3 separate regions of the Mus musculus genome follow, and all the other regions are linked to region 2. The links are chromatin contacts, called in public HiChIP or PLAC-seq and capture Hi-C maps. All regions are on one chromosome and are shown on one strand. The core of a region is the stretch at or near the end of the contact, and the rest is flanking DNA. Distances in the headings are between cores, read along the strand shown.

The links. HiChIP or PLAC-seq counts read pairs in DNA pulled down with a chosen protein or histone mark. Capture Hi-C pulls out chosen DNA fragments and counts their contacts.
Region 1: an H3K4me3 HiChIP or PLAC-seq map of embryonic forebrain shows a contact between it and region 2, with 12 times the contacts expected there. The contact joins the promoter of Tmem207 here to the promoter of Bcl6 in region 2. A contact is called at or near these places in 2 of 115 datasets of contacts at active chromatin or transcription factors (astrocytes and embryonic forebrain).
Region 3: a contact with region 2 is called in a capture Hi-C map of embryonic stem cells, with 7 times the contacts expected there. The contact joins the promoter of Il1rap here to the promoter of Bcl6 in region 2. A contact is called at or near these places in 2 of 39 promoter capture datasets (the 3T3-L1 cell line and embryonic stem cells) and 1 of 9 other capture datasets (embryonic stem cells).

What each region holds. Positions count from the first base shown.
Region 1 is chr16:26,524,703-26,528,785 of GRCm38.p6, reverse strand. Tmem207 (transmembrane protein 207) reads left to right here and starts at 2,015. Exons shown (of 5, transcript NM_001101640.1): 1 at 2,015-2,146; 2 at 3,961-3,998. The coding sequence starts at 2,072.
Region 2 is chr16:23,987,227-23,991,289 of GRCm38.p6, reverse strand. It overlaps Bcl6 (B cell leukemia/lymphoma 6), which reads left to right and starts at 2,438. Exons shown (of 10, transcript NM_009744.4): 1 at 2,438-2,715. It overlaps Gm31527 (a long non-coding RNA gene), which reads right to left and starts at 3,023. Exons shown (of 2, transcript XR_384770.3): 1 at 2,062-3,023.
Region 3 is chr16:26,580,197-26,584,030 of GRCm38.p6, reverse strand. Il1rap (interleukin 1 receptor accessory protein) reads right to left here and starts at 2,326. Exons shown (of 11, transcript NM_001159318.1): 1 at 2,145-2,326.

The DNA of each region.
Region 1 (4,083 bases), core at 766-3,265, 2.5 Mb before region 2:
TCTGGTTCTTAAAACAACAAGTGTCGCTCCAATTACCTTCAAATAGAACATCTACAAAGAATTCAGGACAGCTGTCTTTCATCATCACAATTTTCCTCCCGGTCACCTACCTGTGCTGACGTTGTGAGGAAATACACAGAGAAAGAAACCATGGTACATTCCTGGACCATGCAGACATCAAGAGTCTCACAGAGAAGGGAGATAAAAGGAGTAATGAGCATGGTTTTAATGTCAGCAGAAACAGAGCAGTGGTACTCGCAGCATCTCTGTGCTGGTAGATTGTATCTCCATTCAGTCGCTATGCCTCTAGCTAGCCCCCGGCTGCACAGTCATGCGCTATTAGACAAGAATTATTTATTCCTTGTATTCGGTTGGTCATTGTGCCAGTTTCTAAGGCTAACCCAAGCATTGAGCCCCTGTTTCCATTCCATCTCTTTTCTCATCATCTGGCCTTCCCTTCTTTCCCAGAAATTCTTAAGATCATTGACTTTGCTGACGGAAGTCAGGCTTCTGACCGACTAATAAATAAGTTCACCAGTGAAAAGCCTATTTTTCATTCTGTTTAATTACAGGCTTCAAAGACACTCAAAATGGAGGCTGTCTGAGGCACAAATAATACTGTAGGCTTGGTTTACTTTTCTCCTGTTGGTGTTGGCACTGAGCCCTTCCTCTGCTTTGAAATTCATGGCTGTGTCTGTGTCTGCATACTAAACAGACCATGGCTGTCACTGAGTCTGCTTCGCCTGTCCAGACACAGTGCAAATAATCCAGAAGCTTTAAATCCAAGTTCAGAGCTGGAGCTTTGTTTCCGGAGTAATCTATGGATGTAATCATAAATGGGTTCCTATATAATAATTAAAATCGAATTTAGTAAACTATTGTGGGATTTAGGTTGCACCATGATCTGAATTCTAGATATTTGATTTCAGATTTGTCCCTTTAAATGTGAACGCATTTGAGTGACATATAGACAAAATGTACGTGTAGCGACCAGACAAGAAACTGATAGTGAAACTTTCCCCTTCCACACTTCTTTTCTTAGTCTCCAGTTCTCTTTTACAAATACTTTTGACAATCTATGTCACATTCTGTACACATAAAAGCATATGCAGCATATTTTACACAAGAAAAAAACTCCACTAACTCTGCCTTCCTTTATATATACATATATATATAATAGTAACAAGCTATATAGGCTGACTTCTATCATTTGTTACTTGTATTTAAAAATAGCACTAAGAGCATTTTCTGCATCACTCTCTGTGTCTGACCTCATATTTAGAAATTCATGGAAATAATCATAATAGCCTCCTCCTATTCCGCTGCATGCATGTAGCCATTTGGTATTTGATCATGTTGATGGACATTCAGTGTTTCAGTGAGCAGCACTTCAAATTATTATAGGCACCATTTACAGATTTAAGCAATATATAAAGATGTAGATACATTCTAGAAAAGTAAAGCTGTGGCCGAAGGGTGCTTTGTAATTTAGCTGATATTTTCCAGTAATTAACTTCTAGTATTTTTAGTTATCTATGAAAGGACATATTTACATATCTACCCGTTCCCACTCTATTTTTAAATTTTAAATTTGCTAATCTGATCACTGGAGACTCAACGCTGAGGACAACCTCCTACTCAAAATGATATGTAGGAAAAGAAGAGCAAAGATGGTCTACAAAGCATAGAAGATTGAATTAATGTATACAGTACAAGGTGTTATATAAACAATAAATAAATAAAAAGAAGAAAGAAAGAAAACCCTCACATGTTCCCTGGAATTAAATATGCACTTGAATACTGAAAGTTGTTCAAACAACCAGCTGGCTTTGCAGGTCAGCATTTAAAAGCCTTAACAAACAGTCCCTGGGTTCTGACCTTAAACTCCTTGAGCTCCTAGTACCTGTGAGCATGCAGCTAACATTCTGTCCCTGGATGCCCTTTCGTGGTCACATACTCCATCATTAATGCACACTGCAGCAGGACACATAGCATAGAGCAGCTAATATATTCTGAGAGAGTTAATTAGAGTGAGTAAGCCACAGTATCTGGGTACATCTTTCTTTTTAGCATGTCAACATCAAGTCCTTTCCGTGTCGCTTCCAAAATCGTAACTGCGGGATGCCTGTGTTTGCCACTATTCCAGGTAATCATTGATGCTTTTAGTAGCTTTTGGAGGTCTCTTTGGGGTTGATATACTGAGAATTTGTCCTTTGTGTGATTTAACTACTGCGTGTAAAGGATTCTCTTCAAGATTCTACCAGCACCCCATGATTTATATTAGTTATTTTCCAAAAATGAAAACTAGAACATCCATGGCCTCAAGTCTCATTTCTTTGTTCCTAGCTGCAATGCTGTTGAAATCCGTGATGTAAATGTACACTTTATTTTGTAATACTTTGCGATGTTTTCAAACACAGAAATACTATTGACACAAAAAATACTATGGCTCTTCTAATTTAGAAAATGTTTACCAATCTCTGCAGCTCCCTGGATTCTTGACAGTTTTTCAGTGATGACTGCTGCAGACAGAGCCATATTTAGGTTTATGTGGCTAGTCTGTGGTGGCATCTTTTTGTAACCAATAATGGCATCCTTGTATGTCTCTTACTTGAAGGCAAGGTGTCTGAAAGATCGAAGGTTGCAGCGTATTAAGACCTCCTTTCTTTATGTCATAACAGCCTGGGAGATTGGCAGCTAATGCATTGGCCCTTTGGTGGTGATAATGAGATACCACACGCTCCTTGCTAGGGTACAACAGACAGAGAAGACTGGGATGTGACTTGAAAGGGAAAGGTTGGCTTAATTTGTTTTATCTGTTAAGCTAGATCCCAAATGGTTTACATCTCGTCATAAACAAAGTTTCTTTATAGACAGAATTTGAATGCTCATTTCCTCCCGGTTAGTATGCAAATCTCTTTGCAGCATTTTAGCAAAAGAGAATACAACTCATTTTCTGTGCTTATAAATTGTTCATTACCATGCTCTCTGATGGCCAATCCATTGCTCCATATGGCATAAATACTAGGTGCTAAAAAAAAAAAAAAAAAAAAAGAAAGGCACATTTGAGATCAAGGGGAATGCACATATTAAATACAAAAACCCCAAACCTATCACTTGAAATTTGTAACAATTTATTTGTACTTATATTTACATGTGATAGTCTGGAAAAATAAATGCTTCAAGTGACCTTTCCAAGCCTCAGTGTTACATTAAGTGATGTTTGAATGTCTCATTGTACAAGAGAGTGTCAATTCATAGAGTCAAAGTAGCATACAAAAAGAGTATCTAAAAAGAAACACCTCTTTTCTTGTGATTATGGGTGTGAAATACTGTAGCCTCTAAAGTTCATCACCTAGAACTAAGAAAACTTTGTTAGATTGCTGAGGATTTTGGACCTCTCAAAGGTTATTTCTTTTCTTCTTTGATAGATGGAAGGTTTTATTTTATTTTTCCCCCCAAACAGGAATATCATGTGACCATAAATTTACGTCAGTAATTAAAAGCACTTACTTTACATGTATATTTAAATACTGTTAAAAGTTATTGATTGAGTTCTGTTTCCATTGACTGGGAATGTTATTCTTTAACATGAAAATAATAATAAATAATGACCCTCTTGCTTCTCACTTAAATGAGAAAACAGAAACTCAAGGGTCCCAATGGCTGTCTAGATCACGCAAAGTCTGTGGAGAAAACAATATACTGTTCAGATCCTGTAGTATAAAGAGGAATTTCAGTAGATTTCCTACTCCTGCTGAATTTAAGAATCTACCCAGAGACAATTTTTTTTCAATTAAAATTCTGTGTACCAACAAAAAACAATGCTGCGAAGCTTAGAGAGAGAGAGAGAAGAGGAGAAGAAAAGATGTAAAATCACACTATCTCTAGGCACTATTTTCATTAAAGGATTAGACCAATACAGTGCTTGAAGTTTATTGTTCTAAATATGTGTTTCAGCGAGTGCTCTCGGATCTATCCTGTGAAGAAAATGAAATGTAAGTAACAAAATATTGTATTTATTTAGCATTTGAAAAATTCATAGACTCAGCAGACTCAAGTCATTTTAAAGCACTAAAGATA
Region 2 (4,063 bases), core at 1,189-3,688:
GACAGTCTCTCTCTGTCTCTCTCTCCCTCTCTCTCTAACTCTGTGTGTGTTTGTGTGTGTGTGTGTTTTGAAGACTTGGTGGTGGGAGTCAAGGGATAAGACACAAGGTCACTCTGAGAAGAAAAATAACCAAAATCACCATAAAAGTAATTCTATTTATGAAGACAACAATACAACAAAACCATACACCTGCGTTCCAAAGCTAAATTGCATCTAAGAAATTTGAAGTACTTAATGCTCAGAAAAGGTAGTAATCAGACAGCTAGCTACACAAAGAAATTCACTTCAGCAAAATTAGGGTGTCATTTTGGTCCAGTGGGATTAACTTAATACTCTAAAATGAGAGGGAAGGGGACTCTAAGACACAAAAACCCAAAGCAGCCACCCTGCTTCCGGGCAGTGTGGATCAATTTGACAAAGTCACCGTGTCTTTGGAAGTAAAATGTTCATTTTCCCAACAGTGATAGGATTAGGCCTATGTGTATTCCTCAAAAATCCTTCACAAGACAGGCTTTTCCACCGAGACTGCAGTAATCCATCTGCCAATACGTATTAAAGCATTCAGATTTCTCAGGGACAGACAACGGATTTTCTAAGTTCCAACCCTCACAGAAAACAACCAGCTCCTTCCTCGACTCCCCCAGTTCTAAAACCTGTGACATCATCTTTTGAAGTGGTGGTACTCCAACAACAGCACAGCAAAAACTTCTCATAGGACCAGTCCTCTGTACCCCACAAGCCAGCAGTCTTCCAGAACTCTGCTTGCATCTCTATTTTTAAGCCCACGTTTAGGGTTGTGGTCCACAAGTATTCATTAGAAATTAATATGTGGAGATATTTTGCGAATGCTTGAAAACCCCTCTGTGATTTAACGAGCCACTTGAAGGACTTTCACAGCTAAAGCCCAGAACAGCCTGACCTTTGAAAGAGTCTTTTGCTCCAAACACTTTGAGTTCATTCTAGTTCTTAAGGAATCTGAATATTATTTAGCTCACACCCTTCTTGCAAGAGACAGACATAAAAGAAACAAGAGTCTCACTCATCCAGGGATGAGTAGGAGGGCAAAAACCCCGACCAACATTTAAATAAGGAAACTGCAGCTATGAACACATAACCCAGGGCCCACCGTGAAAGGAGTCTGCCCTGTATTCACCTTTTAAAATAAAGGAAGAAAGAAGGGAAAGAAAGATTCCGCTCCTCTCCTCCCCTCAGCTCTGCTCCAAAGCCTAGAGGACCCGGCTGCGAGCAGTGCGCCTAGTGTAGCACAGCCTGTACTCAATACGCGCAGTATCTGTGATCCTGGCAGCCAGGCCTTTAGAATTCCCTCAGGCTGATCCCTTCAACACATACTGAAGAGATTTTTTTTCCTTTCTCCCGACGACCTTGAAACGAACCCAGTGGGGGTTTAAAAAAAAGGGTGGGGGGAATGTTCAAGACCTTAAGAAAATAGCAAAATACAAACATGTATTTGGCTTCACAGAATGTTGTAACAGGCAAACATTACACGTACCCACACACACATTTCTAGCATCAAGAAATTTCCTGAGAGTCAACAGTAACAGAGTAAACCCACCACTCGCTGTCCTGGAAAGAAACAAACCAAACCAATCCAAATCCTTTTACATCTCTTTCAAGTGCAGGAAAGCTTCAGCAAAAGTCCAAGAGGAAAAGGAAATTGTACCAAGGGCGGCTGGGGGGCGGGCGGGGGGGGCGGGCGGGGAGCGGTGGTGGTGTTGGAGGTTGGGGCTGTCATATGTGGCCAAAAATGTAAGCTTCTGTCAATGGTATTAGGTTGAAATATTGCACCTTTAGAGAGAGAGAGAGATAGAGAGAGAGAGAGAGAGAAAGCGAGAACGCAGGGAGACAATAAAACCAACGAATGACAGTCCCGACGATTTACATAACACCACAAACTTGCAAAAGGCAAAAATCAGAAGCGGAAAAAAAACCCCACCTAAATCATTAAAATACAACAGGAGCATCCCAAGCCACCATCCCCAAAGGACCCCCCCCCCGCCCCAACATAATTGTCCCAAATAAAAAGAAAACAAATGAACCCACCGAAAACTGCTTGGCAAATATTTTTCTCGTGGTGCCTAATACTCTAGCTGGAAGGAGCTGTGGTATTTATTGTTTTCTCCCTCCCTCGTCTCTCTAAACCTGCCTCTAACACACTTGTTCTAACGGCTCAACTCTCTCGCTCCCTTTTGTGTATTTAGCTCGAGGAGCCGAGTTTATGGGTAGGAGAGGAAGAATTAGCCCCAGACCCCGGGAAAGCAAAGCGCACTCTCCCTCTTATGTCACCGAATAGCAAATTAGTTCTCAGAATTCCAGAGGCCGAGCTTTGCTACAGCGAAGACGCCGACGTCACGGAGCCCACGTGACGGCGGCGGAGCGGGCGGTTCCATCGGTGGCCCGGGGCAGGGAGGGTCGCCTTGTAGCCGCGCGCGCCCGCCTCGGGACCCCCGGTGTTCCGGGCGGCGGTGCTGCGGGAACCACGATCCGCACTATAGGGCGGCGAGCGGCGCGGCCCCGAGGCATTCTGCCGGCCGGGAGGGCGCTGCGGAGCGCGCCGCTGCCACCGAGTCCTCCCCTGCTGCGGAGCAATGGTAAAGCCCGCAGCTCAAATTCCGAGAATTGAGCTCTGTTGATTCTTAGAACTGGGGTTCTTAGAAGTGGTGATGCAAGAAGTTTCTAGGAAAGGCCGGACACCAGGTGATTATTGCTGTTGCTGCCGCCGCCGCTGCCGCTGCCGCCGCCGCCGCTGTTGCCGCTGGTGCCGCTGCCGCCGCCGCTGCTCATGATCATTATTTTACCTTTTAATTCTTTTTTTTTCCGCTTTTGCCAAATGCTTTGGCTCCAAGTTTCCTATGTGTATCTATTGATATAAATGTATCTATTTATTGATTCTAGCTGTCAGGTGTTAAAATAAATGCCGAAGATCAGCCCCACGTCTCTCCCACTGTAGGATCTAGCTTTTCGCATACGTATTCTTCTTCTTCTTCTTCTTCTTCTTCTTCTTCTTCTTTTTTTTTTTTTTTTTTTTTTTTTTTTGCTGTCTTGGAGCGCCTCGGCCGCCTCGGGGAGGCTGTGCCGCCCTGCCCGGTGTTGTTTCGGTGTTTGGAGACGCAGGGGCGCGGGGCGGCGGGCGCTGGGTTGCGCGGCCTGGGAGGGCGGACCGCGGCGGCCCCGCCGGCTTCGCGCGGCTTGGCTTGCTTTCTCTGCTCGCTTGCAAACTGCCTTCCCCGCCGCTGCCTCCCTCCCCGCTCAGTTCTCCCGGTGCCCGCGTTGGCGGCCGTCCACCGGCCCCGGCCCCGGCCCCGGCCCCGCACAGTCCCTGCCTTGCACCCGAGCCGGGAGTCAGCGGGGGGAATGCAAGCCAACTCCTCGGCTGGTTGTTTTATTTTCCCTTTTCTTTTTGGTCATAAAGCCAGATGAAGTATCGTGTCTGCAGTTTCCTTTGAGAGCCGTGATCTTCCCAAGGAGAGACAGTGTTTTGGGAAGGCTTCGCTTGCACGGGGGGCGGGGACGTTGAATACTTTGAAAATTACTCTTTCTTGGTTGGAGTCGAGGCAGTCGGGAACCCGGGTGCGCTCGGTCTGCCCAGCCCGAGGAAGGAGGCTTGAAGGCGGGACAGGGATTTTGGGGGAGGGTGGGAGAGGGGTGCGCGGTTTTTTTGTTTTTTGTTTTTTGTTTTTTTTGCACCTGCGGCGCTTTCAGCGTGCGGGACCCGGGGGGGTCTTGGCCAGCCAGCCCGGAGCTCCGGAGAGGTGGCGGGATTTCTGGCGGCCGCGGTGTTTGTATTTTGGGTGCTGCGTGACTGCGTTGGCTCTCAGCGGTAGTTCCCTCCCTTTCCTAAATTTAATTTCATTTTTCCCCCTTGGTGCAAGCTGTGTTTAAAAAAAAAAAAAAAAAAAAAAGTGGCCCTGGGTATAGCGATAGCCACTCTTCAGATTCCCAAGGTCCTTATTTTGGGAGAAGGAAGAAAAACAGAGCCCCAGCCTGCGTTCCTGATTTGCAAGATCAGGGAGGGAAGAAGGGGTACTTTGTGATTCCTGCTGGG
Region 3 (3,834 bases), core at 1,077-3,576, 2.6 Mb before region 2:
GTGGCGCGTCACCACAATCCGAGCACAAAGAGTAAGGTGACAAACAGATGTGTCCCTGTCTTGTGGCAATGTCTGGTATGGGAGGTACCTACTGGACATCAGCAAACCCTCACCTCCTCTCAAGATGTATCCCGCCCTTTCCCTGGAGTTCATCAATACTGCAGGCAAGTGCTGTGGACTGTGAAGGAAGGAGGCAGCCCCTTATAAATGCTAACTACTCATTTCAGGGACTTGCACTGTGGCCAGTAGATGGTAGTAAATAATCATATGGATCAAAATAAAATCAATTGTCATGCAAGTCAGGTGGAGGTATCTATGGAAGCTGCTTCATTTTAAAAGACAAGTAACACAGGAAGGCTCATGTGAGCATATGTGTGTGCTTGGGTTTAAATAAAGCCAATTAGTATCCAGAAGAGACTGAACTTACCCAGTGTTACTGAACAATATACAAAAATCCCCTTGCTTCTTGATATTAGCTACAGAATATGAAGTAGAGATGGACCAAAGAACAGGACTAGAAGGCTTGGGGCAATGGAAGGCATTGCTATAACTTCAAGCTTCTTCTCCTTGTCTTTTTCATCCTTTATCAAACATTAAAAACCTTCTTTGCCAATGCAGGATGCCTCCTATCAAGGCAGTTCCCAGGCTGGAGGCTTGACCTCAAAAGGAGGAGGAAATTCGCATTGCTCAAACATCAAATGATCAAGCGAGTCTACCTGTGGACCATGTTTAGAAAGCACTGTAAAGAACTGCTCGGGCCTGCCAGGTAAGGATGACTGCCCCCAAACCTGAACACCAGAAGAGTTCCACCCACATGGTGGAGAGATAGGATTCCTGAGAAATTTTCTTTGACCTCCACACACATGTGCATCATGTGCATGCACACACACACACACACAGTCCTTTGACCTCCCCACACACGTACACACATGTACCCACCTACACACAAAATTGAATGCAAAAAATATTTTTAAATGCTCAAACTCTAAAGGCTAAATATCATTCTACTTTTAGATTTAAAAAAAAAAGTCACACCAAGGTAGTAGAAAATAACCCTTCTCAAACCCAGTGAAGCCAATATTAGTACAGAGCAATATTTGCCAAAGTCGCCAGGCCAGGCACCACTCTGAACATGTCACTTGAACTGTTCTATTTCATCCTCCTAACTACCCCTAGGATTCACAGGGGGCATTCTAGTGTCCATTTTGCTACTTGAAATAGTCTCAGAAAGGTGAGCTAAACTGCCCAAATTTACACAGCCAACACAAGGCAAAGGCACAGACAGAAGATAACCTTTTCAGCTTATTGGTAACCATAGCTTATTGCATGGAAAAGCATCTAATGTTTTCCGTAGCGCCTTGGTTCACAATTTCACAATCAGTGGGTTTGCGGAGGGAAGGGAGCAACTGTCTCCTAATGGAAACAGCAGAAGTTCGCTTTCGTGTTTTTGATTTTCTCTTTAACTAGGCTTCCCTATTCCCAATTAGGACTTAGAGGTAGAAGGAGGCTTCAGGCACCAGCTGTTCTAAAGGACAGGCATCCCATGTCCTGCCCACCACCCCCACCCCTCAAGGAAAACAGTTCCTGCTATCTCCAAGGCTGGGAGAGTGGTGGCCAGCACCTGTAGTCTCTTCCTTCTTCCTGAACTCACTGCCTGAAAGAGACCCTAGGCAGGAACGTCCCTCAGAAGAAAAAAAAAAAAAAAAAAAAAAAAAAAAGCAGGTCAGGAAAGGAGCTAGCAAGGCTGCTTGCTGGCAGCCTCTCCCCAGGGCTGTCATAGCTGGGACTGCGAGCTACGATGTGATGGAGTGGGTGTGCTGGGACACAGCCTCCTGCTCGCCTCAAGCTTACAGCGGCACTCCTGAGAACCCTAGGCACAAGGACCCTGAAATAGATCCCTCAAAAGCCTGAGAACCCGCACAGCCCCGGGCGAAATAGGCCTCCAATTTGCTAAGTTCGAACCCCGACCGCCCTACTAGTTAGTAGTGTGATTTGTTTAGCCTGGCCACAGTCTCGCTCCGTGTCTCAGTTTTGCTGTCTGTAAACCAGAAGGGTTGTGGAAGACGATCTACAAGAATTCCTACTACCCGGAGTTACTGCGGCTGGCCATTTCAACCCAGCCCTCCCTGCAGAGCAAGACTCACCTTATCGGGCCAGCCCAGCAGGCTCGGCGACAGCGACCAGATGGATGCAGGGTGGCCGACCACTGCCTCTTTCAGCGCCCTGGTCCAAGCCGAACCTAGGAAAGCCAGATGCTGGCAGCCTTCCCCGACTAGCCTCTTACTTTCCGCCGCACTTTCTTTTTCCCCCTCCGGAGCTCCTCCCCCGCCACCGCGCGATTGGCCCTGGGATCCAGTCACAGACTCCACCCACGCGGTGAATCGCGCTCCGCCCGCGATCCGGGCTTCCCAAGGCTAGGGTTGGGGCCGCACGCGGGGCAGTCCCGCCCGCCGCGAGGAGGAGCCGCGTGGGGTCCGCCCGCTGGCGGATGCCAGGCTGCGCTGGGTGCCACCGCGTGGGCCACTGGGGCTGGGGCGGAACGTGCAAGGAAGGGCTAGCCCTGCAGCCGGTTGGTCTCAAGACCAAAATACTCAGAGCAGGTCCAGAGCCTCTGCACACCTAAGCGCACCGTTGTGCTCCACTGAAGATCGCGGTCCTGCAACCCAAGTGGGTCCTAGCCTACGGTTCCTTTGGTCTGTGTATTCACCTGTCACATACTAATGGCCATGAGTCGATTAAGGCTGCACCCCAGAGAACCCACCATGTGTCGAGTTCCTAGAGCAACAGGAACCAGCGGCAGCACAGCCTTCTCCTTAGTCAGGAGCCCTATCTTGCTCTGCTAGAAGTAGGGGACACAGGAAAGAGAGCACCCATCATGACAGTAGGACATTATCAGTATCGTCCACTATCATAATCAGCCACTAGTATAATGAGAGGCAAAAAAGCTAGCATTCAAGACGAATAAGCTGACAAAGAAGAATGCATTGGTGATTGAATGGAATAATCGATTACAGAAGAAAATAATTTTCTATTCCGTCATTCTCCTATCACCGGGTCCTTAGAAAAGCTTTAGCTGCCATCTCTACTATACACTGCAGTTATGTAATCATCTGAGGATCTGTATAATGGTCTTCCTTACATCAGTTTCCTTGTTCAAAAGCCTCCTCGAGAACAAGGCCCTTCAAACACGGTCCTCATTTCAGAGTATCCCCAACAAAGGCAATCTGCCAACCATACTTGTCTCTTCTCACAGGCCTTGCTCCTTGCCACCTCCTTGTCTGCCCCACCCTCAAACTACTTAACTGTGTCTTATTAATTTGTTTATTTGAGAAATTGAGTCCCAGATGAAGCAATTAAGCAATGAGGAAAGGGGTGTAAAAGGAAAGGGTGTGTGTGCTTGGGAACAAAATAAGAGCCAAGAAAGGTCAGCCTTCCTAAAGATGCTGGCTGTTCAAACCTTGCACACTTCCGTGACACTGCTGTAACCAAAACACCTGAAAGGACAACTTAAGTGATGGAAGCAACTACTTTGACTCTTCTGCTCCAGTACCTTTGTGTTGCATTGTGGGAAGAGGAGAGGCTGATCACTTTCTGCACCAGCAAAAGCACAGGGAAGGAAGAAGGCAAGGGACCAGATAGAACTGTCACATCCGTGCTGCACCAACCTCCTTCCTCCAAACTAGAGCTCGAACCTAAATTTCCAGACTCTCCCGAAACAGACCAGTTATTCAACACACAAACCTATGGGGGAAGAGTTCATATTCACACTGCAATACCTTCCTAAAAGAACTAACTGAGATGCTTCTGTGTCTCCTGACCTCAAGACAATTGAGC